7 separate regions of the Mus musculus genome follow, and regions 1, 2, 3, 4, 5 and 7 are each linked to region 6. A link is a contact called in public HiChIP or PLAC-seq, Micro-C and promoter capture Hi-C data. All regions are on one chromosome and are shown on one strand. The core of a region is the stretch at or near the end of the contact, and the rest is flanking DNA. Distances in the headings are between cores, read along the strand shown.

Region 1 (3,717 bases), core at 307-2,806, 870 kb after region 6:
TACATGCTAGGCAAACACTTTACCAACTTTGCCAGATGAGGTACATTTCAGGCGCTCTTTTACACGGCAGCAGGGGCTGACCCGATATTCACTCTGTAACTCAGGCTGCCTTTAAATGTTCAGCAATCGTCCAAGCCTGCTACATGGGCTATCATGTCTGTCTTCATTTTGAAAAGAATTTTGTTGAAAGCAGGTGTGCGTATGTGTATGTGCGTGCGTGCGTGCGTGTGTATAAATGTGTGTTGCTCAGGCCAAGTTGCACGTGTGGAGGTCAGAGGGCAACATATTGTTGGTTCTTTCTGACCATGTGGGTCCTGGGAAATAAACTCAAATCTGCCTAGGTGACAGTTGCGTTTGCCCACTGAACCATCTGGCCAGCCCCTGCAGTAAGTCTTTACCTGATCCAGCCTGATGCCTTCTTTTAACCTCCAAGAGAGGGACGGACATTAAGAAGAGTGTAGTAGAGAAATAATTAGAAATGATACTCCGGTCTAAAATATAAACGCTAGGGAGTCGGCGACAGAAGGAACAGCAGTTTATCCGTGGTGGCAGGGTGGGCTCAGACTTCCTTTGAAGGGGGACGCGGAAACTGAAGCCAACCAGACCCAGGGGCAGCCAGGCGGAGAGCCGCCCCCAGCTGCGCTCCCGGAAGATGCAGCAGGCTCGGGCTCGGACCCTGCTCCCACTCCAGGGGACCCTTGGCCATTTCCGGACCCGTAGCCTCTCACCCTACCATTAGGCGCACATTCCTGCCGCCCCCGCTCGTGCTAGGCGCAGGCAAGGCCCCCGCCCGTGGGAAGGGGGCCGTGTGCCGGGGAGGCGGGTCTGGGATGGCGCACAGCTGGGTCACATCTGGTAGGAGTGCGGAGGAACCAAATGGAACAGAAGGTAGCCTTTCATCCTTCGAGGAAAGAGGCTGCTTGAGTGTCTCCTCGCTACGGGGTGCCTGAGGTTTTTGGGGACCAACCCTCCCCATTTAGGAACATGATGCCAAGACAGGCCTGCCTGGGGGAGGAGGGAAGGATGGACCGACGGAGGGACGTAGAATTTTGTCACTGATACCCTTTTGCCTGAACTTCAGGTCCACTCCTAAGACATAAGTATCAGTAAGGGCAGCTCAAAATTAATCGCTCAGGACACACTGCAGGCTACCACTTTGGCTCAGTCAGCACCGTTCCCCAGGGAAGGAAACCCGCTCGGGGACAGGAAATGCACAGCGAGAAGCCAAGGATGTCGCCCGCGGAGGAGCACTGGCCCTATCACCCAGGTCCCAGCTTCGGGGGCGCGTCCTCCACGTGCAGCCGTGGCGGGCGTTGGTCAGGCTGGGTGTCTCCCAGAGCAGCTCCGGAGGGTGACTCGGCGCAGGCGGGACAGGCTCGTGCACAAAGGGGGCGGGTGCCGTGGGTACCCCAGCTGGGTGGTTCCCAGCCCCTTGTCCGTATCCCACGTGGGAAGGAGAGATCTCCCTAAAGGTTACGCCCCAAGGCTAGCAGCCAATTAGCGCGTGGAGGCGTGGCGGGCAGGGGAGGTTTAAGAGTTCCTGAAGCGAGAGGCGCGCAGCTGGACCGGGAGCCTCGGGCAGCCGGACCAGTTGGCACTGGGATAGATATTACGTGCGGCCGCCGGCCACCATGCTCCAGCGGTGCGGCCGGCGCCTGCTGCTGGCGCTGGTGGGCGCGCTGTTGGCTTGTCTCCTGGTGCTCACGGCCGACCCGCCACCGACTCCGATGCCCGCTGAGCGCGGACGGCGCGCGCTGCGTAGCCTGGCGGGCTCCTCTGGAGGAGCTCCGGCTTCAGGGTCCAGGGCGGCTGTGGATCCCGGAGTCCTCACCCGCGAGGTGCATAGCCTCTCCGAGTACTTCAGTCTACTCACCCGCGCGCGCAGAGACGCGGATCCACCGCCCGGGGTCGCTTCTCGCCAGGGCGACGGCCATCCGCGTCCCCCCGCCGAAGTTCTGTCCCCTCGCGACGTCTTCATCGCCGTCAAGACCACCAGAAAGTTTCACCGCGCGCGGCTCGATCTGCTGTTCGAGACCTGGATCTCGCGCCACAAGGAGATGGTGAGACCCAGCGCGGCCTGGGCAGGGGGATGAAGTGGGGATCACCCTCTGGTCCAACTGGTGACTGACGATAGCGGTTCCCGATGCGTTAATTGCTTTGGGTCTATCTGGGAAACGATGACACTGATAAATCCCATTACAGCCCCGTGTGGCTGCTGGGGTTCACTTTGCCTTACTACCCTGGAAGCTTCCTTCCGTGTTGCCCAGGGTCACCCCAGCCACATGCTCTGTGTCTGGATGAGTCGCCTCCAGCTTAGGGCTGGCTCTGTAACGCTTCTCCTAAACACTGGAGTGAATGGCCATATTTGTTCCTAAACTTTTTCGAGCAAATTGGCTCAGTTCCATCCTGGGTCCCCTTCACTCCCCTTCCTTCTTCCTGGGTGGAAGGTACGCCCCCTTGAAAGGGAGGGAGGAAAAGGCATAGCACACCCCTGGACCAGGCAAAGTGAAAGAAATGGGTGCTAGTTCTCCAGACTTGCTCAGAACCCTGACTTCAGTAGCTCAGCTCCCCCACCTCCTGTTAGACCAACTTCATACACATAATAAAAAGACACACCCCACTTTGAAAATCTCCCTGGAGGCTACAACAGGACCGTTGGGGCGGGAGAGCAGAGTGCACTGCGTGTGTGTGTGTGTGTGTGTGTGTGTGTGTGTGTGTGTGTGTGTGTGTGTGTAGGGGTGGGGGTAGATATTTGGTGTGAAGACTAAGACTCACTTTCCTTCCTGACCCAGCCCCAGTGAGACTTCGCTTTAGGACAGTGGAGGTTAAGAGGACAGGCTCCTATCTAGTCTTGGTCAAAGAGGGGCCCTGAGAACCCCACCGTAGCCTCCTGAGAATGAGGCGTCCCTTTCCCAGGGGCTCAGCAGGCCTTCGGGAGGGGGCAGCGGGGGGCCATGGGTTTTGTTTGGCTGTGGTGCCGTTAGGATTCCCAGCGCTAGGCTGCTCTCACGCCGGCCCCTTGGGCAAGGCAACAAAGCCCCTTTCTCCAGCCGAGAAAGGCGTCGGCCTCTTGTGTACAGCTATGCGCTCCATGGGAACCGTTGGCTGGCGTGCTGGCCACTCAGGTTGCCTGGTGATGAGGGGGCCTCTGTGTCCTCCCCCCAGCCCTGAATGACAGCCCTCGTGGGGCACGATCCCTGAGCCAGGGCATTCCCCCACCCCTTCATTCAGCCTTCCTGCTGTGTGATATTGGATAGCATCTATCCCACTCTGGGCCACTATCGGTTCTGAGAAACTCTTATTCAGGGATTTGGGACTCAGTTGGACTGTGTGGTCTGGTGAGAAGCCTAGGGTCTCTCTGATCCTCTCTTGCTCTCAGAAAAGGGAAATACTTTCTAGTGAGGTATTATAAAGTGGACTGTAGAACTTTGGAGGCTCTTGGTGATCCCAGCAGTCATTCTGAATAAGGGGGCCCCCTACCCAGAAAATGCTGCATTTACTGCCATGCTCACCTCCCGTGCACATGACAGGCAAAGCCCCCCTCTTGTGTGCTATGATCAGGGGCTCTTGGAACCTGTAGCAAAGGGCCTGCTCCCCTGTCTGTCCAGGGCGGCTGCAGTCTGATGGAAGGTGAGAGAGGCTCCATTAACCTGGATTGGGGATGAATGGAAGGAAGGCTTCCTGGAGGAGGAGGTTCCATCTGCATCAGAGTCCTAG
Region 2 (4,208 bases), core at 775-3,274, 890 kb before region 6:
GTCTTATGAGAGATTCTGCCTCAAAAAGCAAGACTCCCGAGGAAGGGCACTCAAGATGAAGAAGAACACTCTGGCCTCCATATGCATTTATACACATATGGGCATATGCACTTGTGCCCCCCCCCACAGGCAAAAATCAATAAAAACAGGCAAAAGGCTCAACTACAAATGTCTCCAAAGAAGATGTAGAAATGACCGACAAGTTCATGAGGACTTTCCAGGATGCTGGTTACTAGAAAATACAAATCAAAGCCAGCAAGAGACACTACCTCACATTCTCTAGGGACAAGAGACAACTGGGTCAGGGAGACAGCGTAGTGGGTGAAGGCACTTGCTACCAAGGCTGACAATGAGTTCGATCCCTGGGAACAGCGTGATGGAAAGAATGGACTTCTACAAGTTGTCTCCTATGAGCATGCCCTGCTCTCCCACAACAGAAACAAATGGGCAAAACAGGGCTGGTGAGGGTGTGGTCAAATTGAGAGCATCCTACCCTGTTGATGGGTATGCATTGAAATCACTGCCTTGAAAAACATGTTTGCATTTTCTGAAAAAGCTAACCTAAATTCTCTGATAACTTAGCCGCTCGGGGTGTACCCAACGAATTGGAAACATGAGCTGTCCAGATGGCACAGGGACTTGAATTTGAATACCCAAAACTCATGTAGAATCTGGATACTGTGACACATACTTATAATCACTGCTCAGCAGGATGGGAGATGGAGGCAGGAGACTACACAGAAGCTTGAAGGATAGCTAGTGTGGCCTACTTGGTGAAGTTCAAGGCCAGTGAGAGACTCAGTCTTGAACAAAAGGTGGAAGATATCCTGAGGATACCCCAGTCTGTACTCTGATTTCCAAATACGAGCCCCGTATATACAATTCCCCCCATTCATACTCTCACACACTCGCTAGGCATTTTTTGTTGTTGGTTTAAAGATTTGCTTCTTTATTATATATAAGTACACTGTAGCTGTCTTCTGACACACCAGAAGAGGACATCAGATCTCATTACCTATGGCTGTGAGCCACCATGTGGTTGCTGGGATTTGAACTCAGGACCTCTGGAAGAGCAGTCAGTGCTCTTAACCACTGAGCCATCTCTCCAGCCCCCACTTGCTAGGAATTAAAACTAGGAGCTTCCCCATGAATGTTCAGAGCAGCATCGTAAGAGTTCAAATGTAGGGACCACTCAGCACCCATCGACAGATGACAGGATACGAAAATGGCACACCACGCCACACTTTGGACTGCCACTCCTTCACAAGACAGAAATGTTCCATGGGCCTTGAGGACATTCGGTGGGTACAAAAGTCCACACACTGGGTAGGCTATATATGTGATGTAGCCAGAGAGCTAAAAGCCATAGGCTCAGTGGCCATCAGGAGCTGGGTAACTGCTAAAAGGTACATGGTTTCCTGTGTATGCATGTGTATGCACGTGTGTGTTTGTGTGAGTGCGTGTGCGCGTGCGTGCGTGTGCGCGTGCGCGAGCATGTGTGTGGTCAGGATACTGACCACCTTAGTTTTTGAGACAGGGTCTTTCACTGAATTTAGAGCTCACTGATTGAGCTGAGCTGGCTGGCTGCACAGAGCAGCTCCACATCTTCCTTCCTCTGCTTCCCTGAGCTGGGATCCCAAGCATGTGCCACCATGCAAGCCTTTACACATATCCTGGGACCTGAACTCAGGTCCTTGTGTTTATGCAGGATGCTTTTCTGACTGGGCTACCTGCTTAGCCCCTTAGTTTCTTTGGGGGAGAGAAGCTGTGTGAATGTTGTGGGAATGGCTGTGTAGCACCATCAATACACCGAACACCGTGGGACTGTATGCTTTGAAATTGGTGAGCGTCCATCAAGGGAGTTGCATCTGAATACTGAAACTGCGCACACCCGACACTTGTGCTGTGTGACCTGAGATGAAGTCACTGCTGTTGCCCTTGGCTGCTGCCAAAACAGCAACCCTGTCACCTCCCAGCCAGCTTCCTTGTGCCTTGAACAGGGGCAATAAAGCCTTACTCACACAGCTGGTAGCGTGCCACCAGAGCAGATAAGGGCCGCCTTGCCCTGGGTTTTTATGCTCAGTAACTGAGATAATGTGAAGAATGTAACACCAAGCTCAAAAACAGGGCCATTTAAACAGCGTCCTGGCCGGGATCCCATCACACCTGTGGGTGATTCCAGCTCAAACCTGGCAGTTGGCCCTGAGCCTCATTGGCTCCCACTCCCTGCAAATCCCCAGCCTTTATGGTGAACTCTAAAGCCACTTCCAGCTTCTCCTGAGCCTTTCACCCCAGAGTGCATCAAGGCCATGCACCTGTTACGTGTTCCCCCCTCCCACCAACCTTCTTGCTGCCAGGGGACCTTTGAACTTGGTCATGCCCCATGCCTTCCCCTTAATAAAAATTTCTCACCAGGTGCTTAAAATAAAAGCCCATTTCTGCAGCTCTTCCCCTCTAGGTCCCGGGCGTTCACCTCTTCTCTCTCCTTCTCTCTGTTCTATGCCAAGGCTGAGGGTTCCGACTCCAGGGCCTTGATGTTGCCTGATCTTCAAGTCACCCAACATGCAGGGCAGCAAAGGCATCTTGTGTCTTCTCACTTAATTTTTAACTGATTAACTTTTTAAAAGACGGGGTCTCACTATATAGCTCTGTCTGGCCTAGAACTTGCTATACAGACCAGTTTAGCCTCACAGAAATTTGTATTCCTGCCCCCCTCTCCCCAGATACTGATCTGCTTTTTGTCTTTGTTTTGATTGTTTGTTTTGTTTTGTTTGAGATTGGCTCATATGTAGCCCAGGATGCCTTCAAACTTGCTAAGTAGCTGGAGATAGCCTTGAGCTTCTTGCCTTGAGCTTCTTATTCTCCTGTTTCCACAATCCCAGTGCTCAGACTCCAGGCTCCGGGGCCTCCTGCATGCTAAGTAAGATACATTACCAACTGAGCTACAACACCAACCTCTGTTTGTTATTTGTTTGTTTGTTTGTTTGTTTGTTATTTTTCTTAAGACTGGGTCACACTATGTAGCTCAGGCTGGCCTGAAACTCCCCATCCTCCTTTCTCGGAGGATCACAGAAGAGCATCCCAAGTCCCACACCCTGTAATTTCTTTTGAACTATACTTCCCAGTGAGGAAGCGCTGTGGCCTTAAATCATAGGATTCGAGCGAGGGCATTCATTACTGCACACTTTCTGCACTGGCTTCCTCCCCAGGAGAATGCAACTCCACCCACAAGCAGGCCTCCATCCTTTACAGCTCTCAGCGGAACTGATGCGCTCCATGGGGGGCCAGACCACCGAAAAAGTCACTAAGGCCACGGCCACGGACAGAGGAGGAGGCGTGGGGACTCACTTTCCCCCATTGCTATCAAGGGGTTGGAACCTCCAGGTGCAGCGCTGCTTCTGCCAATTTGCGGTGTGCCCAGTTAAAAAGCACTGTTCATGAGTGGATGTCAGGCCCAGTACCAGCAGGACTTTAGGGGTGCCAATATCCTCCTCAAAATACACACACACACACACACACACACACACACACACACACACACACACACACACACACACACACTTAACACATGTAACCCCACCCCAGGGACTCCTCGTGCAACAGCCAGGAGCATGCGCACATCTGCAACGCCAAAGTCCAGTAGAAAGGGTGCGTGGCAGACAATGGACACCAGGTGGCAGCAGAGGGCTACCCATAAACCAGGCCCAGGCAGCTCCAGCTGCAATGGCAAGGCCACTCTTACAAAACAAGCCCCTTGGGACATACATCCTAAGCCACCCGCCCGATCTGGGGTCAGTAAGGATGAGATGATAGTGGAGGGGAGGGGGAGGAGGAATGGCTCTTCACACCAGGGTGGACCCACAAGCCCGCCTGCTTTACTCATAAGGCCTCTTTCAGCAAGCCTGGGAGTTAGGGCAAACAAACAGTCTTGTGGGAACACAGGTAGTGGAGATCCGGAAGGAACATGGCAGATAGCCTTTGAGTGGGATGAGATAGCCTCTCATGAAACGCCAATAGGGTCAAAGCTTGTAATATCCACCCGAGTTTCCAACCTGAAAGTGTGGCTACTGTAGGCAAAGTGAGTATTCACCGTAAAGTTAGCGCCCCTTGACACTTGGCCTAGGAACTCTGACCCCAAGGCCAGATGACCTCCCAAAGACCTTATGGACACTGACACATAACCCACTGGGTTCTGGCCCAGGAAGGAG
Region 3 (4,294 bases), core at 435-2,934, 770 kb after region 6:
CCCTTGCTGTCCTGGAGCTCACTTTGTAGACCAGGCTGGCCTCGAACTCAGAAATCCGCCTGCCTCTGCCTCCCGAGTGCTGGGATTAAAGGTGTGCACCGCCACGCCTGGCTCACAGATGATTTTGAACTTCTGATCCTACTGCCTACAATTCCTGAATGCTGGGGTTGCAGATGTGTGGCATCATGCCTTGTTTATACATTGATAGAGATGGAGCCCAGGGCAGAGCAAGCATTCTACCCCCCCTGAACCACACCTGAGCCCTCGAACTTACAGTTATAGATTGAATTGTGTTCTATCTTCCAGCCCCAAAAGGAAAGAGATGTTGGTGCTCTAGCTCCTAGTGCCTTAGAGATGACCTTATTTGGAGACTGAGCCAGGAGAATGGTAATGAAATGAGGTCATGGGATAGTCCTGATCTTGTCTGGCTGTGCCCTTATGAAAATGGAAATCTGGGCTGAAGTACGCAAAAGGGAGGTAAAGAGAAGGGCTGGAAGATGCTCCTGCAGGGCTCTCTGCAAGAACCAGCCTGCTTGCTACCTCAACTCCTGGCATCTGGCCTGCAGAACCCTAGGAAAAGAGCTGTCCATAGTTGAGGCTGGGTCTGTGTTACAGTTAGAGCAGCCTGAGCAGGTCACACGCACACATGGCAACCCAGGGGACTCAGCTGTAGGTTTTGAATCCTAGTTAGTAAGATGGGATCATCTGCCACCAGAATATAATAAATCTTCCTAGGTTCTGTCCTCTGCCATTCTGTGTCATACTGCTACAGAAAGAGGCTTCTAACCCTAGGCACTGGGAGAGCCCGTTGGCTCGGAACCAGTCCCCTGCTTTGGGAAGGCAGCTCAGTGCTGGGATGTTAAGTGTGCGTCACCACGCTAGCTTTCTTTTGCAGGTGCATGTGTGCACCTCATGTGTGATATGTGGGACTCAGAGGACAACCTCAGGCACCTTCCAACTTCTGTTTGAGACAGAGCTTCTCTTTTGTCTGAAACTTCACCATATAGAGAGGGCTAGGGAGCCAGCAAGCTCCAGACTCTCTCTCTGCCTCCCGGTCTTGCCATACAGGCAAGCACCACGGAGCCTGGCTCACGAGCATGGGCTGTTCACAGGTTCTGTGGATCTGACCACAGTTTCTCACCTTTGTGAGGCGAGCACCTCATTTACCCACTGAATCCTCTCCCCATACCTTGTTTGTTTGTTTGTTTGTTTGTTTTTGAGACAGGCTCTCATTAAGTACGGCTAACCTGGAACTTCCTATCCTACTGCCTCAGCCCCTCCCGTTCCTCCCTCCCCCCTGCCAAGTAGCTGCGGTGACAGCTTGCACCATGCCTGGCTCTCACTAAGAGCTTTACCTGCATGGTCTCTCTTAAGCCCCATAAACTCTGACAGGATTGTCAGCTTGCACAGCCCACGTTGCAAGTTCAAACTGCGAGACAGGCAACGCCCCTTGAGATCAGCCACGCCCCCACTCCGGATTGGTTGCTGCAAAAGGGGCGGGACGCTCAGGGATGGTGGGTGGGACCAATCTCTGGCCGTAAATAAGGTGCCACATGGCACTGGCTGGCGAGGGCAGGAACGGGGAGAAGTGCGCAAGCGCATCCAGAACGGGCGTAGTCCCGCTCGTTAGCTCTCGCGAGAGGATGGAGGGAGGTCTGCCTGGGGGCGGAGCCGCGCCTCGGGCGGGGCTGCTAGCGGGAGGAGGCGATTTCGGCTGCAGAATCAGCATCACCAGCAACAGCAGCAGCGGCGGTGACTGTGGCGGGCGCTAGGTGAGGAGCGCAGGCTCGAGCAGAGCGAGGGGTGCGTAGGAGTCCCGAGTCCTAGGGTGGGGCGATGGTCCATGGTTTGGCGATGCAGATTGGTACCTCCTTCTGCCTGGCTTAGGCAGCTCCCACGTGGTCCCGGGTTCGAATCCCAGTTCTGTCCAGCTGGCTGTGTAACCTTAGCCAAGCGTGCACCTTCTCTGAGCCATCTTCTTGTGCAGCCCTGCAGAATGCGTGGAGGAAGGTGTGGCCACTTGGCCGACCTCCTTTGCAGTAGTAGCGGCTGGCTCGGAGGTTGGGAAAACACCTTCCCAGTTTTGCCTCTGGCTGTTTGGGTGTCCAGGCGAGAAAGCAATTGTTCAGAGACTGTTGTGCTGCAGTGTCCCGGCCAGACCTTGCAGGAGGCTGTCTCCGAAGCCAGGTTTTGTACCGAGCAAGCACTGGCCCCACATCTCACCCCAGTCTACTGAGCATCCTCCTGCCCTGTGCATTGCTGCGGGTGCCCCCAGCAGCAGCCTCATGCCTGGTGGGCCACAGGAAGCCGCGCATTAGTGGCTAACAGTAGGACCTATCTTCTCTTTGGGCTTCTGGCCACGAAGACATCGCTGGCAGACCTTGGGTTCCTTCCGCACATCCGCCTAGCTGTCGCACAGAGAGCTGTAATGTTTGCACCCTTCTTAAATTATTTATTTTATAATCCCACGCTGCGCTGGGAGCCCCGGAATTGAGTGGGAATGTCACCCTCGGGGGAGAACGGGGCTGTGAGCCTTCCATTGCTGGGACAGCACCGTGTGGCTCCAGCCTAGGTAACATGAGTTAGGGCCCTGTTTCCGGGTGTGAAGGAGAGAAAAAAGATTGTTGGGAAACTGCTATGTGCTGGGTATGATACTGCAACTTCGCGAGTTGCCTAAGGTGGAGCGAGTTGCCTAAGGTGGAGCGTGGTGCCAGTTCTTGTGAGCTTAGGCAAGAAGATTGCTGTGAGTTTGAGGGCAGCCTGGGCCGCATAGTGAGGTTCAGGCCAGCCTGGGCTACAGGGTAAGACTCAGACTTAAAACAAAACAACACAAAAATTACAAAAGGGCCTGCCTGTACCTTCATGTTTAATTTCCTTGCTAGGATCTGGGGCTGAGCTTGCTTGTACCCGTATTGTCATGTCGCTTTCGTGGGTCTGCATCTTCAGTTTCCTGCTGTAAGGGCAAACCACCATATTGGGTGGAATGCTGGGAACCATGGGCCCTGGGTAGCTCAGGTCGTCCTGGTTCAGGGCCACTTGAGTGCCAAGTGTATGAAAGACGTTTGCGGTATGCAAAGAGAATGCCAGGAAAGGTGGCACGTACCTGTAATCCCCAAGAGGTGAAGGCAGGAGGGTCTACAGTTGAAGTCTAGCCTGGGCTACATAAAACCCTGTCTCAAAGAAACCAAACAAAAGAAACCCTTAGCATTGAAGACTGGAAGCAGCTAATTCAGGAGACGTTGAGTTGCTGTGCTCATGAGGGGTGGGGCCTGTGGGGGAAAGACTAGTTTCTGGAGGGGCGGGCAAGGAGTTGTGTGCATGTCCATGTGTGTATGCAGGTGCATTGGAGGTCAGAGAATAACGTTGGGTGTCGTCCTCAGGAATGCCATGTCCTTGCTCTTAAACAGACTGGCCTAGAGCTCACCAATTGGCAAGGCTGGCTGGCCTAGGGTTTCAGGCACACAGCACTTAATTGGTTCTGGGGATCTGGACTGAGGTCCGTGTGCTTGCGTGGCAAGCACTGTACCGACTCGGCCATTCTCCCAGCTCTGGGAGGACGGATTTCTGCTTGAGAAGAGCCTTATGCCCTGCTGGAGACCAGGTTCCATTGCTGGAGATTGCAGTTGAGGTGTGATGGGAACCAGGACCAGGTCTGTCAGAGGTAAACTCGTGATGCTAGAGGGAAGGGCAGGGAAGCTTGGGGTGTAGGGAGATGCAGTGCATGACATTGTGGGTGTGGCTCAGTGGTTAGGGGAGGTGGTGCAGAGCCAGAGTTCCCCCAGGGCTTCTCTGGGCAGTGAGGCTCTCTGTACGATTCAGTAAGAACTGGGCAGAAGAAAGAAGCAATGCAAGTCTGGGAGCAGCAGCCAGGTTCCTGCTGGTCCCCACCCCCACTGCACTGGGTGGTGGAGGAGACGTGGGAAAGTGTGTGGTTTGTAGACGCTAAGAATCTGTGACATTGAGGACCTCCAGCACAAGGCACGCGTGCTTGGGCTCAGAGTCTGGGAAAACCCGAGAGAAGAGAAGAGAAGAGGGGCAGGCAGAAGGGATGCTCACACTTAGATGCCTGTGGACTCAGTTCATGATCAGTACCACATGATCACCGGAGCTGGGTGGGGCGGTGATTGTGTTCTAGGAAGGCCAGGCCAGAAAGTACTGTGAGGGAAAACAGCCTGGTTACTCATAAGACTGAAATAAATCAGGTGGGAAAACACCACGCACGCACGCACGCACACATCCATATACACACATACACATTCACATGCACACACACACATACACATTCATACACACA
Region 4 (4,265 bases), core at 1,135-3,634, 830 kb after region 6:
ACACACGCACGCACGCACGCACGCACACATAGAAGACTACAGGGACAGGAGCACGTCTCCCATCCAGGTGGGACCAGAGGAAACAGGAAGGACTCCAATGGGAAGCAGGGGGAGGAGGAAGCTTCCAGGAAGCGCTCGGTGCTTCTGAAATGATGTCTTAGACAGGACCAGACTGAACCCTGTGCCAAAAGGGACTGAAAGCCCCACCACAGTCTCCTGTCCACCGTGTTTCACCCCATGATAGGGTCATGTGAGTGTCAGAGAGTGAGTGAGTACCCTTTGAAATAGAGCCTCAGACTCCAGCCAGGGTCTTGGGGACAAGGGGAGGGACTGCCCAGCGCCTGGGGCATTGGTCTCAGGAAGCCCCTTTTCCTGGCAGGCACATCTGTGGCTGTCACAGCCCCACAGAACAGCCCCACCTCCACAGCAGCCAAGACTGTAACCTGCTCATATTTTATTGAAGGTAAAGCTCGGGGTTCACACAGAGCCTCAGCTTCCCAGCATCTATAACGTGTGTAGTGTGTGTCCCGTGGCTCCAGGTAGAAGGGGATGCAGGATGGTCAAGGCTGGCTCTTGTAGGCTGTGGTCCAGTCTGCTCAGTAGCCCCCATCGCTGCAAGAATCCAAGGTTCTGGTTTTAGCTCTGCTTGCTCTAACCAGATGTGGACAACTGGGGGGTGAGGGAGGGAAACAGCTGTGCAAGGCCAGAAGAAGGTGACATACGTTAGCCAACCAGGGACCAGGCAGATAGGAATCCCGAATGGTGTGTGAGGACATGGCGGGCACCTTACCCTCAGCTCAGGCTCCACTTGGCCAATTCCACCTGGGTTAGTGTGTGAGGACATGGCGGGCACCTTACCCCCAGCTCAGGCTCCGCTTGGCCAGCTCCACCTGGGCCAGCCGATGCTCACTGAGCACTCGCACTCTGGTGATGGTGGCCAGCGGTCGGTGCCGATGTGGGAACTGGAGCACCTTTTGTTCCTGGGCATAAATGTGGAAGTGTTCTGCGTCTGCACTCACCTCCATCTGAGGGGAAGGGAAAGTGTGTGTGTGTGGGGGGTGTCTCTGGGCCCCAACCACAGAAGCCTTCTTGGCTGTCAGCAATCTCTCCAGGCTCCACCCAACAGCAGCCAAGTGTGAGCCAGGACTATTCATTCAGCTTGGCTCCTCTTTGTCTCTCTGTCTCTGTCTCTCCCTCTCTCCCTCTCTTCTCTCTCTTCTCCACGTGTTCTCAGCCAGCCTCTACCTTTCTTCCTCTTTCTGTCTTCTCTCCTCTGTCTTTCTGTCCTTCTCTGCCCCCTTTTCTCTGCCACTATCCCCTTTCCACGTTGCCTTCCTTTCCCTCCAATAAACTTCATTTTGTACTAGGCCTGTTGCACGGTGCTGATTCCTCGGGGGGGGGGGGGGGGACGGGGACGACGACACATTGGCCTGGCCCACCAAGGTGCTCATTGGCCTGGCCCACCAAGGTGCTCCCTCCTGCCGCATTTTATAAAACACAACCCTGGCTACTTGGCAAAGCATGGTGTGGACCACCTGGTCCTGAGTTCCTAGCTGGGGATCCCTCTTTTCACCAAGAGAAGGTGGTTAGTAGCCAGAGAGAGAGAGACACCCTGTGAACAAACTCCGTGAAAGGAGGCCACTCGGCCCAGCAGGGTGCACCAGCCCATGCATTTATCCTCCGCAGTCCCTGTCTTCACGGGTCCTAGGTGTCCCACCCCACCTCTCCTTCCTCCCACAGACCCCATCACCTCAAAGGGCTCTCCCAGAGTCAGTGGGAATATGCTGGACACCTCCTCCTGCCCCCACCGTCCTCCCTGGAAAGCATTGCCCACCACCGTGGCGCTGGAGAATCGAGGTTTGACGTGGAAGGCGATGTCTCCGGCGTCTGTTAAGAAGTTGATCTCGAACCTATGGGTGGAGAGTGTGATTAGGGTCAGGAGTGTGGCTGGAGGGTCCCGACCCCAGCGAGGGAGGCTCTTACTTCTCTTCTCCAGCATCTGCATGTCCCTGGACAGTCAGGCTCCAGCCAGGGGCCAGACCCCCTGCACAGAAGGCTTCGAACTGAAGGCAAAACACAGGGGACAGAGCCCCAGAGGGCTGCAACCTCCTTCCTCCCCATCAAGTGTGCTGTTTATTCAGGGACACCGGCTCCCACCAAGCCCAAGCCTCTACTTCCATGTTGCTCTGGGTGTGGTGGTCCAACCTTACCCCCACAGCCTCTCTGCTTGGGGGCTGAGGAGAAGCTATAAACATTCCCAGCTCTATAGTGGAGTAGGTGGCCCCACCAGGCGCCCACCCCCCCACTCCACTTCCTTCTCCAGCATTTGCAACCTCCCTGGGCTGTGGATCTTACCCACCTGCAGTGTCATTGCCCTCAGCCACTGGGTGTGGGGATGAGGCAGCTGGAGATATAGCAGAGCCCGCTGGGGCGGGGCATGGGGGCCCCACCTCTAGGGGCCTTGTCTGGGTCACATGGACCTCTGTGCCCCATTTTTCCTCCCCCCTCAGGCTAACCCTGCTGGAGAGGGGGCTGGGTACATGGCTTAGTGGCAGCGCTCTTGCCCTGGGTTCATCAGTGAATACACTGGTCCTTTCAACATACTTCCCCAGGTCTACCTAGCTCTGCCACCAGCACTATTCAGGGTCTTGTGCACATCTGGGGATACATCACCCATCTTTGTAGGGAGGGTGTAACCAGGGCCCCCCCCAACTCCCATACTCCAGAGCCTCACACTGACCCCATCGGTCTCAAAGAGTGAAGAAAGTGTGTCCTCCTATAGAACCCTGGCTGACCTTATGACCTCAGTCTGACCATCCATCAACTGTCTACCATACTGGGAATGTGTCCCTGATCCAGTCCCCTTCCATCCCAGGGCTGCCCCGCTGCAGTGGCTCAGTGGCCTCAAGGGGATGAATGGGGATTAGGCCTGGCTCTGCTCAGCACATTCCAGTGTCCAGTCTACAGATGGGGAGGGCCTTTCCCACACCCCCACGCCTCTCCTGGCCGGCTGCCTCTTGGGCTGAGCCAATGAGAAGGATCCACTGGGGCCCTCGAGGCCACCTCAAGGATGGAGGAGAGAAGCCCAAGTCTGTGGGGGCGGTTATGGGGGCCTCTGGGACTCTCTGAAGGGGGAAGTTGGGTCACAGTGTAGCTGTGGTGGGGGCCCAGAGCCTTGGGGGTAAAGCCTGCAGATGAGTGTGTAACAAGCACGTGTCTCCTTTTCTCCTGTCCCCGTGGGTCCCCTCTGCCACCGTTCTTCTCTCCAGGCCCTGGCAGGGCTGAGCCTCTGGCCTGCTTTGCCTCTTCCCAGATACCGCTGCACGGATGGACACAGTCTGGCAGGGAGCTATGGGTACCAAGGTCAAGCAGGACACAGAGATGGCTCACTAGCATGGCAGGGTTGGCTGAGCCTGCAGGGGGCAGCCCAGAGCAACAGAGATTCCCTGGGGTGAGCCTGCTGGACCTGCCTGGCTGGGTGCAGAGTCTGCAGACCCCACATGCTCACCTTCCTGGAGGGCCATGGGGAAGAAGTACCATCAGTAAGTGCTTGCTGCGCAAGTAGGGGGATCTGAGTTTGATGCCCAGCACTTGTGCAAGGCACAGAACACAGTGGTCTGTGCTGGGGTCTCCAGCCAGCCAGTCAGGAGACCCTGGCAAGTCCCAGGTCCCTGTGACAGTCTCTCAAAACCACACACACTAAAGCCCTGGGCCGCAGGGCCCACTAGGAGACTGCAGGCCGGCTTCATGGCTTTCCCCTTCTCCTTTCCCCTATGTAGGGATGCTGCTGGGACGAGATGTCCATCTTCAAATTCTCTGGATGTGCAATACAGTGCTGGTTGGTACCAGAACTCAGGGCTGGGGTCAAAGCCCACAAGTCAGGAGTGTGGACAGGTTCTAACCCCCTGGCTACCTTGAGCCAGTGGCCTTCTGTGCTTCACAGCCACGTGCTGGAGTTGCTAATGCTGACCTCTGTCACCTCCTCCCCTTAGTGCTCCCCCCCCCCCACACACACACACCCAGTGCCTGTCTCCTTGATGAAGGAAGGTAAACAAGACAGATGTGGCTGAGCAGGGGAACTGGGTCAGCCCACTCCACCTCCATCTTTCCTAGGATGAGAGGAACATCGACGTGGGCACCTTGTTCTCCGGCTCTTGCAGCCTGGAGGCCATAGCTTGGAATTGGGAGCCTGGGGATGGGGGCGGGGGAGCCCCATACCTGTTGAGACATGAGGCCCAGATTTTGCTGCCAGGGACAGAGAGGTC
Region 5 (4,090 bases), core at 5-2,504, 650 kb after region 6:
CATGGCTGTGACTAACACACAAGTCACACCACTGCCCAAGATCTGTCAAAAATCTAGACGAAATCCTTCCTAACGTCAGCCATTAGCTGAGTTCTCTAGGAAGTAATATGGAAGATCCCAAATTTGCCAAGAGAGCTCTAACCCATCACCACTGCTACAAGCCACAAGGAATTGCTTTATGAGTCAGGCAGGGGCTCAGAGCACAGGCTCCAGAGCTCTTGCAGAGGACAGGAGTCTGGGTCCCAGCAGCTCTACTGAGTGGCTAACAGGCAGGTGAAACTTTGGCCTCTCGGGAATCTAACACATCTGTCCTCCAAGGGCGCGCGCGCACACACACACACACACACACACACACACACACACACACATACATATACACAGTTAGAAATATTTTTTTAAAAAAGCATTCTTAAAAGGCATAAGTAGCTCTGGATCAGTCTCCCTTTCTCAAGGCGCCCAGGTATAGGGACTTAAGTGGTGGCTCAAACATACAACCTCAAAAATACAATGTTTTACCCAACAAGACCCAAAGACTGTTGACCAACTCCGAGGGGAGTTTCACCTTCTCTCCATTCTTCAGAGGCGTTCATTGACATCCTCCTCCCTCCCCTGGGGTTAAAAGTACTACCCTAAACCCTTCGTCCCAAGAGAAGAACCTGTCTTTCCACCAATGCTCTAGATGGCCATACTCAGCGACACTTGGCCAGACCTGGCTGGCACACACCAGGCCCAGCTCCACCCTTGCGCCTCTGGCCACATGGATGCGTCCCCACAGTCCACAAAGCCGGGGACCCCAGGAAAAAGAGTCTGATACCAAAGACACATCCCTTTCCCTGGACATGGTCACACATGAATATAAACCACTCTCTAGACCACGTCTCCAAAGTGGGGTCAGAAAAGACCCAGGTGCAACTCCACACGGCCGCTCGCTAACGGAGGGCTGAAGAGCAGCGTCCCAGGGAGCAGCGGGAAGAGGCTGGCCCCAAGAATGTCCACCCCCCCACCCCGGCCAGGCGAGGTGTGGCACTGACAGGTGGTCCCCGAGTGTGAAGCACTTGGCTCTCCGCACAGGGCCATCGGGCCGCGTGCCCTACCTGTCGCCGGCGGATCCGCCTCCTCGTCAGCCTCCGCCTCAGCAGCTGCAGCGACTGCCGGCGAGGGCAGCGGGTCCATCGCGCGGCCAGTCATGTGAGCCCGCTCGCCCACGTGACTTCCTCCCGCGCCCGCCCGGCCAGCCCCGCCCACGCCAGCTCTTGTCCGGCGTGGCCACGCCCATGCCAACCTCGCCACGCCCCTCCGCTCACCCCAAGCAGTAAGACCACGCCCCTACCCACGAGCCACGCCCCAACCACGTGGCCGCGGCCGGGGCAGCGTTCAGCAGCTCTGGTCCAAGACTGAGTGCTAGCGCGAGTACCGCCCCAGCTGCTTAGTGCCACCTCCCTCCAGTGCGCACCCACCTCCCCGCTCTTAGCCAGCAGCTGTTACTCATCTTCTTGCCCACCCTCTGACCCACGCTGCCATTCATTTTTGCATTCGCTTGCCCACTCACACATGCTCTGTGAATTCCGGGGCAGCCCCTGTGAAAGGTGCTACGGACATTAGAACAGTGTTCTAGTACCTTCTGGGATTTGGAGCGTGAAACATGGCTAGAGAGTAGGTCTTCTGACTATAATAGGTCTCTGAAGATTACTGATGAGGAACAACATTCCATAATTGTTTGCAGATAACCAGGCCATTCTCCTTTCTGTTGGGGATTGAGCCCATAGGCTCCCACATGCTGAGCTGGCCCTCTACCACTGTGCTATGTATCACCAGCCCTTTATTATTTATTTGTATATTGTTGGAGATAGGGTCTCAATATATAACCCTGGCTGTCCTGGAACTCACTATGGCTAGCCTCAAACTCAAAGATCTGCCTGCCTCTCTCTCCTGAGTGCTGGGATTGAAGATGCACACCAGGACGTTGAGCTTTATGTATTTATTTTGACTCGGGGTCTAGTTAGCCAGGCTAGCCTTGAACTCACTCTGTAGCTAAGGCAGAACATCCTCCTGCCTCAGCCTCCCTAGGAGCTAAGTTGAACATACATACCTCCAGGCCTGGCCCTCTGACTGACAGAGGGAAGCAAGGATGTAAGAGCACACAGGAGCAGTGTCTGACCCGGGGCTGAATATGAGGACTGAGTCTAGAACTGCAGGAGGAGGAAGAGGAGGAGGAGGAGGAGGAAGAAGAAGAGGAGGAGGAAGAGAGAGAAGAAGAAGAAGAAGAAGAAGAAGAAGAAGAAGAAGAAGAAGAAGGAGGAGGAGGAGGAGGAGGAGGAGGAGGAGGAGGAGGAAGAGGAGGAGGAGGAGAACAAGAAGAAGAAGAAGAAGAAGAAGAAGAAGAAGAAGAAGAAGAAGAAGAAGAAAGGAAAAAGAAAGAAGGAGAAAAAGAAAAAAGAAAGGCAACCTAAACTGCATATAGATACATTATCTCAAGTAAAGGAAAAGCAAAAAAATATCTGGGAGAAGAAGAGGGTTATTAATAAGACTCCATCAGAACAGTTGGGTGTGGTGGCGCACACCTTTAATCCCAGCACTCGGGAGGCAGAGGCAGGTGGATTTCTGAGTTTGAGGCCAGCCTGGTCTACAAAGTGAGTTCCAGGACAGCCAGGGCTACAGAGAAACCCTGTCTCGACTCCATCAGGGAAGGCCTTTCTTATTTCACAGTAAAGACCTCGCCTCTCCAGATATTGATGTCTAATGATTTCCATGGAGTGGACTGAAGGCTCCAAGGTTGGAGCCCTAGGATGCCTCTCAGTCTCCCTGCTGGTGCCTCTAAAGTTTTTAAAGCCCTAAGCTTGGCTGTAGCTGCGTCTAGTTCCCTTTATTTTCCAGGACTACAATCTATTGTGTAGAAGTGTAACAGAGCCCCAGATCTTAGCTCCATCATGGAAGGAGTATCCAGGCTATAAAACTCAGCACAAAACACCACCTGCCAAAAATGAAGACCTGATCCATCAAAGCCCATAGTTCTGGGAAAGTGCTAAGCTTGCTTTTCAGCTTCTGTAGTTCTGCTTCTGGCTAACTGTCCTTGTTAACCGAAATATGTCAACCCAGACATATTTGGTTTTCATGCTTAAAAGCTCACCCTAAGAGAGGTTCAGTGTGACACTGGGATCCCGTCAGTGTAATCCCCAGTGGGCTAATACTTTCTATTGGCTTAAGCCTAAGCCAGAGCAGTCTTCTCTGGCAAACACCCCACAGCAAAAGTGGTTCAAAAGTTTGGGTAGAGCTGGGTGTGATGGCGAACGCCTTTAATCCCAGCACTCAGGAGGCAGAGGCAGGCGGATTTCTGAGTTTGAGACCAGCCTGGTCTACAAAGTGAGTTCCAGGACAGCCAGGTCTATACAGAGAAACCCTGTCTCGAAAAACAAAAACAAAAGAATTAAGGTTTTTGTATGTTTTGGAAAACAAGGTCTCTTATAGTCCAGGCTGATCTCAAACTCTCTATGTAATTGAGGATGACCTTAAACTCATGTGAGTGAGTGAGTGTGTGTGTGTGTGTGTGTGTGTGTGTGTAGAGTTTGGAGGACAACCCCTAAGATTTATTCCCCCTCAGGAGCCATCCATCTTGGACATGTAGGCTGTCTGGCCAGCAAGCTCCAAGGATGAGCCTGTCTTCTCTGAAACTACAACTCCCACCATACTTAGCTTTTTCCTGCAGGATTGATATCTTCATGCCTGCATAGCAAACAGTTTCCTGGCTGAGCTTTCTGCCCAGCTCCTTGAATAGTTCTGTTCCTCCTGTCTCCAACTGCTTTGTGCTGACAGTACAGGCATGGACCGCCACTCACAGTTTTGTAAGGAGATGGATGGAAGGATGGATGGATGGATGGATGGATGGATGGATGGATGGAAGCAAGGGATTTAAACATGCTGGCAAGACGTTCTGCTAAATGTCATAAGCTTTTTTGGTATTTGTTGTTGTTGTTGTTGCTTGTTTTTTAGTACAATACCTCTAGTGATAGAAATATCTCTTTTAGGGCTGAGTGTCTGAGGTCTCTCATTCCCTACATAGCATCTGACTTTGGCTGCGTGGTCTCGTATTGCA
Region 6 (4,337 bases), core at 207-2,706:
GATGCCCCACTGAGCTCACACCATCCATCTCCCTGAGAGTGACTGAGGCTCATGCCATGGGGCCCTCCCAAGCAGCTCGGGGGTTGGGGTGGGGAATTCATAACCACAGGGCAGAAGCCTACTTCTTGCTCAAGATTCCGGCTTCCTGAGCAGAGCAAAGCTTGGCACAAGGGAGTCTGATAGCACCAGGCCTGGCTCTTCCTGACACATTGTGTAACACGAACAATATTTGTTTGTTTTTCCTTTTCGGAGCCTCAGTTTCCCCATCTGCACAGCAAGAAGGCTGGCTGAGGTGGGCTCCACAGGTGCTGCCTGGAGCCTCACTCAGCCCTAAGACCTCCCTGGGAAACACTCCCAGACCAGCCAACTCTGCATTTATGTACCATGTACAGGAGAATGCTTTCCTCTGAAGGGCATGGGCTGTAGGTGATCTTGTCCCATTTCAGGACTCTGGTCACCAGACTAACTTAGGTCCCTGTAACAGAGTCTGCCTAAGTGTTTGCTAAGTGAATAACTGATAGAACAGTTTGAGTTGTGGGCCAAGGTCCTTCAACAAGACAGAGCTGGCTTGCTTCCCAACTTCCTATGCCAAGACTCTTCTTCTATAGAAGGCTTTAGACCCAATCCCTGTCCTCTCCTACAACTTCCAAGGATGATGGCCCAGACTCCATTGTCTCCTGTCATTCTAAGGTGCTAAAAGGCTTGCGCTTCCCTCTTTGATTGCTTTCCCAAAGATGCCTAGACAAATTAGAGGAGGGGCAGTAATCCCACTAGAAGCCTCAAATGGCCCTGATCTTGGGGCCAGACCTCAGACCCCCAGGAGCTGTTCCTTTGCCCTTTCTCAGGGAGCTCGGGGAAGGCGGACGCTGCCCTGAGTCACCACTGACTAAGCCGGCTGGACAGCCCATGTCCTGGCCCCTGGCCCAGCTGCACTTGGTGGCCTGCACAGAGGCTACTTGACTGCCACAGCCTTGGAGACCACCAAATAGGCTGTACCTGCAGGTCTCTGCTCTACCCCGGGTGGCCCATCTGAGAGGGGTGTGTCTGAAACCTCCGACCCGGATCCCAAGGCAGGCGTGGCCTCAGTTTCCCGTTTGCAGCGGCACATCAGAGCCCGACAGAGGGGTTAAAGAGCACTCACATAAGGTCAGGCCGGTGTCGGTGCAAGATAGCGCAGAAGGCCAGGCCATCGCGGAACGAGGTGGTCATGTTGGTGATGCTCACGTCCCGGTAGCCCTCGCACTGCTGCCGGCACCATTCTTGCAGGGCCTTTATGGCGGCCATATGGGCGGCAGGACGGGCTGGCGGCTCGAGGAGCTGGCTACAGGCCCCTCTTGGGCCCGAGACGCGCAGGAGGCCCGGACCCGCCGACCACCAGCCGGGCTGGAAGAAGAGAACACCGGGAGACCGGCGCCCCACACACTCTTGACGCCTGCGAGGCCGCCGGCCCCGCCCCCTAGAGGCCCCGCCTCTTCAGACCCGCCCCCACAAGATCACGCCTCTTGAAGGCCTGGCTCACCAGCTCCAAGCTCCACACAGGCTCCTTGTTCCGGCCGCACCGCCCCAGTTTGGTCAGGCCACACCCACGCCCCACAAAGGGCACGCCCACATAAGACCACGCCCCCTCTTTCCTGGGACTTGAAGAATAGGGGCCCGGTACTCTGGGCGTTGGCTCCCGCCTTGGCCTTTAGCCATAACTCCCAGCAGAGGCGTCGGGGTTTTCTTTTTTTGTTTTCCTTGAGACCGGGACCAATGTAGCTCGCATTGGCCTCTAGCTTATTATAAAAGCAAAGATGACCTTGTGTTTCAGATTCCCCAGCCTCCACCTCCTTTACTGCTCTCGGATTACAGGCTTGTGCCCCACACCATGCCTGGTTTGTGCAGTGCTGGGTATGGACCCTGAGGCTTCCTGCATGCCAGGCAAGCATACCACCAGCTGAGCTACACTCCCAGCTACGGTTTTCTTTCTTACTTTTAATTCTATCTTATGCATATGGGCTTTGGTCTGAAAGTGTATCTGCACCCCTTGTGTGTCTGGTAGCCCGGGAGACCTGAAGAAGGCCCCTGCTCTTCTAGAATCGGAGTTGGAGCGGGTTGTGCTGCCATGTGGGTGCTGGAAACTAAACCCCAGGACTTCTGGAAGAGCAGCAAATGCTCTTAACGACTGACCCATCTCTCCAGTCCAAACCCGCAACAGCGTTCTTTTATTTTATTTTATTTTTTAAAGTTGAGGCCAAGCTGCCTAGTCTGCCTAACTCATCCTCCTGCCTCAGCCTCTAGAGTTGGCAGCCTGTTGACAAATGGGAAAACAGAGGCTAGGGTAGATGCAACCTCTGAGGAGTGTCCCTTTTCAGGGTCTACAAAGCTGTCTGGTTGGAAGCTGGGGTGGACCTTGCTGAGTAGTGTGCTTTCCCATCAGACAGATACTGGTCGTGATGGCACACACCTGGAATCCCAGCCCTCAGCGGGGAGAAGCTGGAAGATCAGAAATCCAAGCTTATCCCAGGATACATATGGGGTGCAAGGCTGACATGGGCGACCTGAGACCCTGTCTCAAACTTTAAAATACTGTCTGCTTTCCCTTCACCCTCAAGGGTGCCAAGCCAGCCAGAATAACCGCTCTACATTCACAGAGGAGGAAAGGAAGGCTGAGGGGGCACGCTCCAGGGGTCTTGAGACAGGAGACTCTTAGCCTCTTTCAAGTCTCTGAGGATGCCAGGGGTGATTAAGGAAAGTACCTCTCCCAGGTCCTCAGTTAGAGCCAGGGGCTGCCCTGAATGTTCTTTTGTTGTTTTGTTTTGTTTCTGAGACAGAATTTCTCTGTGTAGCCCTGGCTATCCTGGAACTCACTCTGTAGACCAGGCTGGCCTCGAACTCACAGAGAACCACCTGCTTCTTCCTCAAGTGCTGGAATTAAAGGTGTGCGCCACCTCTGCCCAGCTTTGTTTCTCCGCACCCTCAGGAATCTATATGTCATCAGATGGACCGGACTATGACAGCAACAGTGTGAACCGGCCCTTCCCAGCTGGGCCCCAGAGCTTGTCTAGGCAGGATCTTTAGGAAGGTAGGTGTTTTCCCCAAAATGGCATCTGGCTTGGAGCCAGGTGCCGTCTCTACCAGGAGTGAAAACAGGTTTTCCGTGCCCAAGCTGTGGGCTGGCATCAAGGAGGCACCTGGGTACAGGCAGCAGGTGTGGGGCTGGTAGGTGGGCAGCAAGATCCTCATCCCAACTCTGGAGGGCACAAGACTGCCCCTGGGATTATAGCCCCAACCCTTGCCCAGTGGAAGCAGCTGACCTGCCCGAGGGTTCTCGCCAGGAGGACAAAGTGCAGTATCACACCCCATTCAGCTAGAGCCTGGTCCCGGAACCAGGTTTTCCTGACCCTCTGGGCAGCAATTACAAGAACCGGAAAAGCTGGTAAGGAAGGTAACTGCCAAGACGTGGGGAGAAAGGGTGTGCAAACGGAGGGAGGGCCATGCCAGGGTCTGAGTTCTAATGTCAGCTCCAGGGTCATCATGTGACCAGCCTCTTCAGACTCCCCACCCTTAGCTCCTGCCACCTCGGGAGCTTGAGGACAGTATTCGTGACAGTCCCCTGGGGCCACTAATCATGTCACCACCAGCACCTCATAGAGCCTGCCTTTCTAGAGTCCCCCAAACGGGAACACCTCAATCTGCCCACCACTGTGAGCCTTCCCACATGCTCCCCCGGGGGCTTAGTCCACCATAGTCCACCTTGCAGACCTCCTTAAATGTTCCAAGAGCCCCTCTTGCCAACTCTCCTCTGAATAAAGTCCAGGAACCTTATCAGCCACCAGAACCTGCCAGCCCCGCTTATCGTGACTCTGCAGGCCACACCCTACCATGTTCCCTCTGGGCCTTGGTTCTCCAGCTGACTCCAAGAGCCCACTGTGCAACTCCACCAGGCCACTGAAGTCATTTGGGCGCTCTTCTCGGCTCCTCCCACCTCCCCTCCAGCCCTCATATAGCTGGTGCTCCCCCATCCAACCAGAAGCCTTTGGCCCCAGTCTGAGAAACCTTTTCTCATGCTGTCACCTCTGCCCTGGTGGCACCTAGCCCCAGCTTTCACTAAGTCAGCTTTTCTCAGTGACAGCCATTGTCTGGGTAACAAACCATAGACCTGCCCCGGGAGGCCAGGAAAATGGGCATCAAACCTACTGCTTGGGCTGGAGAGATGGCTCAGTGGTTAAGAGCACCGACTGCTCTTCCAGAGGTCCTGAGTTCAATTCCCAGCAACCACGTGGTGGCTCACAACAATCTATAATAGGATTGATGCCCTCTTCTGGTGTTTCTGAAGAGAGCAATGGTGGTGTAAT
Region 7 (4,281 bases), core at 1,152-3,651, 740 kb before region 6:
TGAAAAGGTTATCACAAAAGACAGGAGGAGACCACGTCCTCCCCGCACAGAGGCTGCCTCTCCCATCCCCATCGCGCCCATTTATTTTAGCCCTTGTCATCCGAGTCTAATACAACCCTACATTTACAAATTGTTTTCTACAGTGGCTTGGCTCTGGCCCGAGGCGGGAAGCCCCCAAAATAGCCCCAAGCGTCCGTGTACTAGGCGCGCCTTTTTACAGGATGGTGTGGAGAAAAAAACATCGGCCTCCTGCGCCCACCTATGGGACCCAGCCCCAGGCGATCAAGGCACCAGGGAGTGGAGTTTACAAAAGGCCCGGACCGACCAGCTCCTCAAGCACTCTGGGGGCCCTGGCCAGGAGAAGACTAGCCACAGCCACGCTCCCTCCGGGCCGGCTCCCGCGCTCCCGGGCCAGAAGCAGCTGTTGACCCGCATACCTGGCAGTTTTCGGCACACTCTAAAACTGAACTTTCAGTGACACACCCGCTGCGTTTCACTTAAAACAACCCCTGGGTGAGCGAAGCAACCCTCCGCTGCCGCTGGGAGAGAAAGTGGCAACTACAAGAGAAACGCCTGACTCATACGCCTGGGCGTTTATGGCCGGCGAGTGGAGTCTGACCTTTCGGTGCGCTCCTGCGCAGCGCCCGGCCCGGCGGAGCGCGCAGGGTACGGTTCCTCGCGCAGCCGGCCCGCCCCGCCGCCCGCGCCCTCCTCTCAGCCAGGGCAGGGCAGGGGCGCGATTTACCTACGGAGTCTATCTCCAAGAGTCGCTGGAGGTCCCGGATGCTGTGGATCTGACTTCGAGCCAGCCGCTCGATCAACTCCCGGGGTATCTCGGCTTCCTGCAAGCAGACCACACCGTCAGGACGCGCCCAAGGGTTCCAGCCCAGCCCCAGGGGCCACACAGCCCGGCCGGACCCTCGTTAGGCCCTAGAGCCAGAGGATCGGCTGGGGCTAGATGGGACCCCCTAAATCCTCCACACTGTTCCTATCTGTCTGACCTTGATAAAAATACCCCAACAATGCCTTGACATGTTCAGACAAAAATCACCCGCGCTCTGGCCTCCCCAGGGTGTCTGGGGGCAGCCAGGGGCCCGAAGAGTTTCTGGTTTAATAGCTAAATCCACATGTAGAAACAGAGAGGGTCGAAATGCGTCACGCATCCACGACTGGAGTCACAGCAGCCTCAACACTTTAATCTAGCCGAAGGGTTCAATTTCACTCCGGGAATCCTGAGCTGAGCCCGCAGGGGAGAGGGTCTTCCCTCTCCCCCCACCCCACCCCCTACAAGCACGCGCGCCGGGTCGCCCCACCCGGCTCAGGCCCAGTCACGGCCCTAGCGCCGACTAGGACGCCCAAATCCATCGGGGCTTAGAGAGGCTGCAGGGAACGCAAGGGGTTAAATATCCACCTCGCGCCTCTCCGGTCCCTGCCCAGACCACCCCCACCGTTCAGCCTCCCCCACTCTCCGTCCCGGTTTTTAAAAGGGAGTCAGGGTCGCTGGAGGACTCAACCACGAAGTTCCCACGACAGGGGCTGTGGAAAGTCATTCATCACGGCAAAGCTCCCGGGGAATGGGGGTGGGGGGGAGGGTGGCGGTGGGAGGGCGCGGGCGCCTGGCCCGGCCCCAGCTGCCTCGTTCAGCCACCTGTAAGCAGGCCTGGGCGGGCGGAGACTGCTCCAGCCCTGCGTCGGACTGGGTTTGGGGACCGAGAACTGGGGACTGCGGCTGGGCGCTGCCCACCCTTCCCAGTCCCAGGCTACGGCCGCACCCTCCTCTACCTGCTTACTGCCCGCCCTAGTCCCCTCCCAGAGCACGGTCAGTTTACACACACCCCCTTTCCCGCTTCCCGCACCCCGTTACTGCATTGTCCGCTGCGTTTGGGCTGCCCCTTCTGGAAAGGCACCCACAGCCCCCCGAAGTTTCTACCCACGGGTTCACCTCGCGGCTCCCCCGTCCCCCTCCAAGGCGGAGCGACGCAACGCGCTGGAAACTCACCAGACACACTTGGGCATGGCAGAAAATAGAACCCAGTTGGGATTAAAAAAAAAATTACACCACCCTGACAAAACCAAAATGCTCTTTGCAGAGCTTGAAACAGGTAGCCGAGAGGGGCGTGCGCCGAGGGAGCCGAGAGGGGACAGAGGCGCGGGGGTGGCACCCACCTCGGCCAGGGCATGGGCGAGGTATCCGCAGCCGAGGAGCAGCAGGCAAGCCCAGGTCCTCATCGCGTCCCGAGGCGCTGGAAGCTCGGCAGGGAGGCGAGGCCGCGGGGCGGGCGCTCCAGCCGGGCTCCTGTGGCGGCGAAATTCAGTACCATCCCTCAGGGAGCGCGGCCCGGAGGAGGGTGGCGCGGAGAGCAGGGAGCCTGCGGAGCGCGCTCGGCGCGAGCAGCGAGTGCAAAGCCAGCGAGGAGGAGGAGGAGGAACAGAGTCGCTCCGGGAGCCTCCTGGGCCGCCGGGTAGGGGGTGGGGACGGAAGGGGCGGAGGGCGGGGGCTGGGCTTCTTCCTTGGTGCGTTCCCCGTGCTGGCCGCCGCCGCGCTCGCTCCCCGTCGCTGGCTTTAGGAGCGACCCGGCCGGTAAATCCGCATATTTGCTGCCGTCAGCCCCGGGAGGGGACCGCGGAGCGTGGCTGCAGCTCCCGCCGCACCACCGATCACCTGTCTGGACTCTCGGCCCGGTACCAGCTACCGCCTCGCCTCTCCCTGAGGGCTCCGGGCAGTCCGGAGAGCCTGTCCCCGGGCCTTCCTCTCGCCGCTGCCGCCCCGGGCCGGGCACGGCGCGGCCCAGCACGGCGCGGCCCGGCGGCCTGCGTGCGCCCCTCCGCGGCGCGCCCTCGGCTACGGCGCGGCGCTCCGCCCTCCGCCCGCCGGGGCCGGGCAGCTCCCGCGGCCGCGCCGCCTGGCAGCAGCCTACCCGCCCGGGGCCTCGCTACGCCGCCCGCGCGGGCCGGAGGGCGGGCGGAGGGCCGAGCTGGCGCCGCTGCCGCCGCAGCAGCAGCCGCGGGAAGACCAGAGGAGGAGGTGGAGAAGAAGGCGCAGGCAGGCCGGGCTCCAGGAGTTGAGCGGGCTCCGCAGGACGCGCGTGTGGAGCCGGCCGGCGACAGGGAGGGGGTTATAGCGCCGCCACCGCGCCCCTCCCCCTCCCCCGCCCCCCGCCTCCCCCGGATTCCGGGCCCGGGACCCGCACCTCGGAAGCGCTCAGGGGTCTCGCGGGCCAGATCGGGCCCGGCCGCCACCGCCACTGCAGTGGCCACACACGCGCTCACGCAGGCAGCTACATCCATCCAAGCTCGGCGCCCGCGGCTCGGAGCCCACAGGCGCCCGGGCTCCCGGAGCGCCCCTCCCTCGAGCTTGCCCACCCTTCAGTGCCAGCTGCAATCCTGCGGCACCGGGCGGGGAGGGGAGGAGGCCGCTGCAGAAGCACGGCCGTCTCTGGCTCGCCTCTCTCTCGGGCCCCAGCGGCAGTAAAGGGCAGCGCCCAGAGCTGCTGCGCCAAAAAGGGCATGAGAGTCGGCTTGGCCCCCGCCCGGCGCTCGGGCCGCTTCCCACTGTAAGGATCCAGTGCTCCAGCCTTCCCCTCTCCATAAAAGGAGGGGGAGTGAGTCTTTGCGGAGAGGCGGGGCGGGTTTAGGGGCGCGTCTAGGGCACTCACCTGACGGCTGCCACGCGCCCGCGCCCCAGAGCCAAAGCCTGGGACACCTGATTGAGGAACTTGCACTCTTGTGTGGAGGTGGAAGCGAGGCTAGGGTCGGGGAGGAGGCTGCCTCCTGCCTCATCGCCACCTTGACACCCTGCACCCTCCAGATCCTTAGCCCCTGGCCGAAGGCCTAGCCGAACCCTGAATGGGGAGCTGGAGGGATAGAAGGAAAGATAGAAAAGAAGCGGCTGGTGAGGAACTCCTGGGTTCTACCTTGGGATCCAAGGCAGCGCAGAGCGCCACCTCCGGCCAAGGCACAGTACAGACGGGTGGCGGGGAAGGCACATGCGGACAGAAGTCTGATCAGGGCTGGACGGTTCTCCCATTGAGAGAGATGGATTCCTGGTGGGATGTGACCCGACGGCAAGGCCAGTCCTGTCAGCTCCTTAACTCGGGTTAGAGGATTGTGGACCTTTCAAATCCCAAAGTTAGCCTCCTAGGGCTCTGGAGACTATGGAGGGCTCCAAGGGTAGGGATGCAACTGGATACAGCCTGTCCAGTTCACTCCCTTTCATGTGAATTAACCCGTGCACCCAGCCCGGGTCCAATCCCCCACCAATCTTCTTTGTCCCCAGACAAA

The links. Promoter capture Hi-C pulls out the DNA fragments that hold promoters and counts their contacts. Hi-C and Micro-C count contacts between places; a contact is called where the count stands out from the background. HiChIP or PLAC-seq counts read pairs in DNA pulled down with a chosen protein or histone mark.
Region 1: a contact with region 6 is called in a FOXA1 HiChIP or PLAC-seq map of pancreatic cancer cells. The contact joins the promoter of Lfng here to the promoter of Micall2 in region 6. A contact is called at or near these places in 1 of 39 promoter capture datasets (hippocampal neurons) and 2 of 115 datasets of contacts at active chromatin or transcription factors (astrocytes and pancreatic cancer cells).
Region 2: an HNF4G HiChIP or PLAC-seq map of pancreatic cancer cells shows a contact between it and region 6. The contact joins the enhancer-like site here to the promoter of Micall2 in region 6. A contact is called at or near these places in 1 of 39 promoter capture datasets (pre-B cells), 1 of 115 datasets of contacts at active chromatin or transcription factors (pancreatic cancer cells) and 1 of 9 other capture datasets (embryonic stem cells).
Region 3: a promoter capture Hi-C map of liver shows a contact between it and region 6, with 2.7 times the contacts expected there. The contact joins the promoter of Chst12 here to the promoter of Micall2 in region 6. A contact is called at or near these places in 2 of 39 promoter capture datasets (cranial neural crest and liver) and 3 of 115 datasets of contacts at active chromatin or transcription factors (astrocytes, bone marrow-derived macrophages and embryonic stem cells).
Region 4: a contact with region 6 is called in a Micro-C map of embryonic stem cells, with 2.6 times the contacts expected there. The contact joins the promoter of Grifin here to the promoter of Micall2 in region 6. A contact is called at or near these places in 1 of 39 promoter capture datasets (hippocampal neurons) and 1 of 484 Hi-C or Micro-C datasets (embryonic stem cells).
Region 5: a contact with region 6 is called in a promoter capture Hi-C map of pre-B cells, with 3 times the contacts expected there. The contact joins the promoter of Snx8 here to the promoter of Micall2 in region 6. A contact is called at or near these places in 6 of 39 promoter capture datasets (cranial neural crest, embryonic stem cells, hippocampal neurons and 3 more) and 1 of 115 datasets of contacts at active chromatin or transcription factors (bone marrow-derived macrophages).
Region 7: a contact with region 6 is called in a promoter capture Hi-C map of pre-B cells, with 2.5 times the contacts expected there. The contact joins the promoter of Pdgfa here to the promoter of Micall2 in region 6. A contact is called at or near these places in 2 of 39 promoter capture datasets (liver and pre-B cells) and 1 of 115 datasets of contacts at active chromatin or transcription factors (pancreatic cancer cells).

What each region holds. Positions count from the first base shown.
Region 1 is chr5:140,605,785-140,609,501 of GRCm38.p6, forward strand. It overlaps Lfng (LFNG O-fucosylpeptide 3-beta-N-acetylglucosaminyltransferase), which reads left to right and starts at 1,557. Exons shown (of 8, transcript NM_008494.3): 1 at 1,557-2,060. The coding sequence starts at 1,632.
Region 2 is chr5:138,844,602-138,848,809 of GRCm38.p6, forward strand. No RefSeq gene overlaps it. Among named protein-coding and RNA genes, the nearest start is that of Gm30206, 21 kb to the left of the region's middle. Within about 2 kb of position 2,025, at least 22 of the 459 cell types and tissues checked have an H3K27ac peak or open chromatin away from gene starts, as enhancers often do. A contact at or near this core is called in pancreatic cancer cells, where this site is marked.
Region 3 is chr5:140,503,925-140,508,218 of GRCm38.p6, forward strand. It overlaps Chst12 (carbohydrate sulfotransferase 12), which reads left to right and starts at 1,685. Exons shown (of 2, transcript NM_021528.3): 1 at 1,685-1,772. Gm38728 (a long non-coding RNA gene) reads right to left here. Exons shown (of 5, transcript XR_001785006.2): 4 at 4,057-4,155.
Region 4 is chr5:140,562,683-140,566,947 of GRCm38.p6, forward strand. It overlaps Grifin (galectin-related inter-fiber protein), which reads right to left and starts at 2,385. Exons shown (of 5, transcript NM_030022.1): 1 at 2,360-2,385; 2 at 1,984-2,063; 3 at 1,751-1,910; 4 at 859-1,025; 5 at 507-612. The coding sequence starts at 2,371. The coding sequence ends at 597. It also overlaps Gm52800.
Region 5 is chr5:140,388,054-140,392,143 of GRCm38.p6, forward strand. It overlaps Snx8 (sorting nexin 8), which reads right to left and starts at 1,255. Exons shown (of 11, transcript NM_172277.3): 1 at 1,095-1,255. The coding sequence starts at 1,188.
Region 6 is chr5:139,734,877-139,739,213 of GRCm38.p6, forward strand. Micall2 (MICAL-like 2) reads right to left here and starts at 1,457. Exons shown (of 17, transcript NM_174850.3): 1 at 1,142-1,457. The coding sequence starts at 1,284.
Region 7 is chr5:138,992,543-138,996,823 of GRCm38.p6, forward strand. Pdgfa (platelet derived growth factor, alpha) reads right to left here and starts at 2,402. Exons shown (of 6, transcript NM_008808.4): 1 at 2,167-2,402; 2 at 746-842. The coding sequence starts at 2,229.